2 separate regions of the Hordeum vulgare genome follow, and region 1 is linked to region 2. The links are chromatin contacts, called in public Hi-C maps. All regions are on one chromosome and are shown on one strand. Each heading gives the region's core, a stretch centred on a gene start, on an enhancer-like site or on the middle of the called end of the contact. The rest is flanking DNA. Distances are from core to core; before and after follow the strand shown.

Region 1 (2,700 bases), core at 31-2,530, 220 kb after region 2:
CATGCAACTCTAATTTTATCTTCTCTTCTTCAAATCTTTTCAAATTTTCTTCCAAATAATTAATTTCTTTTTAACTAGATTTAGCCTCTTGACAAAAGGGTCGGTTGGAATTTCCCGTTCACATACCTCCTAGATAAAGACATCTATGTCGAGTTGGTCGGCATAATTGTCATAAATAAATGAAACAAATAGTTATAAAAGATAATATACCTTATCTAAATCATAGACTGGACGAGAGACGACGGGGACGGATACCAAAACCATGACACTATGTATGTAATAACAAACAAAAATAAAAGTAAGAAAATTATACAAGTAGCTATATAAATCATACAATTCAGAATATTTTCTCTAAAAAAGATAATAAAGAACAAGAAGCTCACTACGATGGTGGAGGCGACGAGATCAGCACGGGCAATAATGAACGGGGGAGAGGACGACGTGCACGGGGACCGAACGGCACCCTAGAACATGTACATACTAAAAAGTTAATTTAAGGTGGCTCACGCATTTTATCAACACCTCATGTGCATAGGAGGTGAGAACTGGAGTAGCACACACCTTCACACGCTGGCCGGACAAAAATAAGAGGAGTGAGCAGGCAGGGATGAGCATATATATGGGCATTGATTTTGAAAAAAAATTATCAATTTTGAAAAAAGTTTATCAATTTTAAAAAAAACACAATTTTGAAAAACATTGAACGAATTTTGAAAAACGTTCACCAATTTTGAATAAAGTTCATCGATTTTCAAAACAAAGTTCATCATATTTGAAAAGATTTCATCAAATTTGAAACAAATCACCGGTTTTGAAAAACAGTTAATCAAATTAGAAAAGAGTTCATCAAATTTTTAAAAAAGTATACCGGTTTTGAAAAATAGTTCATCAAATTTGAAAAAAGTTCATTGGTTTTGAAAATCAGTTCATCAAATTTGAAAAAACCTCACTGATTTTGCAAAACAATTATCGAATTTGAAAGAAGTTCACATTTAAGAAAACAAGAAATTCGATGAACACTTTTCAAATAGTTGATCCACGTCAAAGAAAAAAAATCGTTGAACCAGGTCAACGAAATAAAAGAATAGGAAAAAAAGAAAAAAAGAAAATGAAATAATAACATAGAGAAAGGTTTTTAACATACGCTGGAGGTTCAAGGTTCGAACCGCGATCAACGCATTACATTTTTGCGAATAAACACATGAAGAAAACCCTACATGGGCCGGCCCATCACGAGACGCTAGAGGCGCCCGTTTGGAAAATTGCACAGTAACGGATGCCTGTGGCGCCAAATAGGATTCTCCTATAGGACATCCCCCACATCAGAGCGCGTGGTCAACGCTGAACACGTCATGTTGCGCAAGAAGGCACATGTTCTCAGCCCGCGGGTCGGCCCAGCAATCGCTGGATTTATCTATGTTGTGGTCTGTCGGTTCCTTGTCTTAGAAACACTTGACAGACTTTCTTAATCATAAAATTTTAAAACTTGATGAAATCATAAAATGATCATGATTTTTTTTGAATGTTCTCATATTTGAGAAATTCTCAAGATATTCTTAATCATGATTTCAAACGAATTGGAGAAATTTGATTTATTTGTAGATTTTGAAAAACTTTTTTTGGAGACATGAAAAAAGTAAACACCACTTAAGGAATTCATAAATTCTTAAAAAAACAAATCGCAAACTTGAAAAGGTTCTATAGTTCAAAAAAAGCATGAATTTGACAAAACACAAGTTCAGTAAAAGCTCAGCAATTTAATGTTTCGCAATGTAAGAAAAGTTCACAATTTATTAAATATAAAATCTAAAATACACAATTTAAATGTAAAATAGATATTATTAAATAAACAAAATAAAATAAATTGAACAACGCAATAAACAGGAAAAATTAACAATACATGAAACGAACGAGATGAACTCGACGTGACAACTAGAGGTAGCGAGATTCGCAAACCATTGAGTGAAACAAGTTAATAGACATGTCCAGTTAGAAACTGACAAAGTGAGGGAGTTTGTGCGTGTTTAAGCACCAAATACTTTCTTCGTCTCAAAAAAATTGTCTTAGACTTATCTAGAAATAAATGTATCAAAATACGATACTTGACTAAATACATTAATATCTAGATAAATCTAAAACAAAAATATTATGACAAAGGGAATATCATATTCTTGACCGTCGATCCTCACTGTCGGGTTAGGGGATGCCCAGGGTTTGTCGATAAATTATGCTTTATACGGATGCCAAATTATTGCTCAGTGGGCTGGCCTGAAGGTTCCCCTATGGATTAGTTACTGAGCCAGCCCGTTCCGCCCGATTTTTTTTTTCCGTTGCTTGCTCGCTTGAAGTTCCTTCTTTTTTTCTGTCTACTGATTGCAGTGGTTCGATTTTCAACCTTTTTTGTTTCTTTTTATTCTTCATTTTTCTATATATCTTTTCACTTTTTTTTCTTTCTTTTCTGTGTGTTTTCTATAATTTTATTTTTTCATCTTTCTTACGGGTTTTTATGTTTTCAATGAAATTATGTTTCTTTACTGGTTTCTTTGTTTTTTTGTTTTTATTGTTTCGTTGGTTTACACCATTTTCCTTTGCCTTTTATATGTTCCTTTCTCAGTTTTCTTTGTTCTTTGCATTTTTTATTCCTCTTTGGTTTTCACCTGTTTATTTTTTATTTTTTATGTTCACTTAATTTGTGAATCT
Region 2 (2,700 bases), core at 13-2,512:
CATTTGTGCAATATACTGGTTTGAGTGCTCTATACATTTGTTGTTAAGAATTAACATTCGTGGTCGTCTGAACAACACGAATCAGTACTTCAAAATACTTTTAAAAATGGCTTTTTAGAGCATCATTTTTCCTCAGAGCAGTACAAATGTAATTGCTTCACTAAAGAAATGCACTTCCATAGAACCACTTAACCATGTTTGTTGCCAAAAAAAAGAACATATTGAACCATTAAGAGTGATGTTTTGGCTCGTATGTGTAGATACACCTATTATGAAATATATATAAAAAATACATTTTAAAATGTTAAAAAAAATTCAAAGAATAGTTTCATGTATACATTCGGACATTTTATGTTTGCACATAAGCTTTGGCAAAGAAAGAACATTTTATGCTGTGTGTATAAAAAATATTAAATTTCTCATGAATAGTTATAATTAAACATAAAAAATGTGTTTTTTATAGAAGCCACAAAAACTGTTTTTTCACCGAAACTTAAATATAATGTCGGGATGTGCACGCGGGATTTTTTTTCAACTTTTTAAAATGTGTATTTGGACAATAGATGCATCTACACCAATGAGCCAAAGTGAATTTCTCGAACTAATTTCTTTTTGCTACTTTTACTGTTCACATGGGTTCATGTGAGCGTGGGGGCCAAAATCCAAGTTTCTTTGGTCAGGGTGTGTATACGTGGGATGAATATCCAGTGCTACAATTGTCACATGCTACAACTATTCCATATATTAAAATTCGAATTGAAATTTCTCAAAAAAAATATGATTTTATTGTCGATGTTAATAAGACATGAACCTATAACCCCTACAAAAGTGAGATTGAAATTAAAAAACAATATGTGCATCAACAAAAGCAATTCAGATTTTATAAATAATATGTTTAAATTTTAAAATGTGGTATCATGTGAACATGTGATGGATGGTACACTAGAAATTCTCCCTGTACACGTGTATATCCTGTCAAGTATAATCTGATTTAATTGAACCGTGCTTTAGAATTTTTCCTGATCCCAGTCAACGTTACATTTTTATTTATATATTTTTTATCAAAGCATGGGTGGAGGTCAACGACTCAATGGAAATCTCACCAACTATAGGAGGAAAACTGCAGATACTAGTAAACTACATCATCCACTCCCTTTCAACCTACGTACCCAAGCTACAAAAAAAGGTAGGGGTGAGCATGGGTGTATGTGTAGAACGCTTCAACACGAACTGCAGACATCACGATGAGAATGAAAAACTGGACACAGTTCGCCAGGAAGTTGACAACGAGAGGGAGTCCGTCGTATGGCACCAGCTGTGGATGCGTGTATATTAATTTGTCGATTCCGTTACATTCTTTTTGCGTGAATAGAGAATGAAATTTCTCTTGGTGGAGAAAATACACATGGGTTGGGAAAAAACCCAAAAATTCAACAGTTTTCTCCTTTCATCTGTGTTCAAATAAATCGAAAATGGAAGTGCATGTGTAAATAAATCGAAAACGGAAGAGCGTGTATATATTCACATGCAGTTCTTTAGAGAATGTCTAATGCATCATGCATGTTTTTTTAAAGGATGATTAGCGCCATCAAAACGATGCATGCAGTCATATTATTAAAGAAATAGCTAAAAGGTCTGCAGTTTAGTTCAAGCTCACTCGAAGCTTAAAATGAATACAAAAGAAGATAAACTTTGCCACCACCGGCGAAAATGAACAAATGAAAGCATCATGCATGTTGTGTGATAAGATTAATTAGATATGGCAAAGTTAGACATCAACCCAAAGACCCAGTCAGGCATGCTTGAGTGCACCGCACACAGGTCGTGGTAGAATTTTTTTTCTACCTATGGGTTATGTTAGTTTGGTCATGGTGTTTTACATGCGAGTTCACATTCAAATATCTTACCCTTTAAATTTCCATTCAACCCTATCCATTTGAATGTGTGATGGATAAAATCAGAAAAAACGACCAGCATAATTTGACATTTAGTAAGTTCGTATGTATGTATTGCTGCTGTCTCTATCTTACCAAACACAGTGACAAATAACCAACTCCAAAACTGATCCTCTTATTTATCAATTTGTTTATTTATTGACCAGACAAAACTGGTCCTTTACCAATGCAAGTACCAAGTACCAACATCATTTCACCCTGAAATCCCATCGTCGGCAAAAGAAAAAAAAAAGGAATAACAGTTTCAATTCCGGAGTATAAATATATAGCAACAAGTTGGTGATCCAGCAACTTGCATTTCTAGTGGTACCACTTGTATTATGTTGGAACGACCCACAACTTGCATCCTCGTTCCAAGAAAGCATCAACATGTTTCTGTCCATACACTTTCCAAGAAAACACGAATCCACATGTTAAGAAGAACTTACTAAAACGTAGCACTCCCGAATTATGTCGTCAAGTTGCTGCAGACAAGTTGCAGCTTCTTCGCTACATTTGTTAGTCCTCCCGAATTACTCAACCATTGTTGGAAAGTTACAGTACAGTAATGCCGCAGATCAGTCACAATCGTTGGCTGGCCTTCTGTATCCAATCATTCATTTTCGAAATATACTTAACTGTAGTATAAATCATGGACCAAAACAGTTCAACAACTACACTACACACGTGCAGTGCAACTACCAACTAAGTCCTGGCCAGGCTGCGGCCGCCGCATGCAGTGGCTGGTCCAACACAACACACGCGG

The links. Hi-C and Micro-C count contacts between places; a contact is called where the count stands out from the background.
Region 1: a contact with region 2 is called in a Hi-C map of leaf, with 5 times the contacts expected there. The contact joins two enhancer-like sites. A contact is called at or near these places in 3 of 6 Hi-C or Micro-C datasets (leaf and seedling).

Annotation. Positions count from the first base shown.
Region 1 is chr7H:17,968,426-17,971,125 of MorexV3_pseudomolecules_assembly, forward strand. No RefSeq gene overlaps it. Among protein-coding and RNA genes, the nearest start is that of LOC123409295, 33 kb to the right of the region's middle. Within about 2 kb of position 1,281, at least 3 of the 3 cell types and tissues checked have open chromatin away from gene starts, as enhancers often do. A contact at or near this core is called in leaf and seedling, where this site is marked.
Region 2 is chr7H:17,748,994-17,751,693 of MorexV3_pseudomolecules_assembly, forward strand. No RefSeq gene overlaps it. Among protein-coding and RNA genes, the nearest start is that of LOC123413577, 21 kb to the right of the region's middle. Within about 2 kb of position 1,263, at least 3 of the 3 cell types and tissues checked have open chromatin away from gene starts, as enhancers often do. A contact at or near this core is called in leaf and seedling, where this site is marked.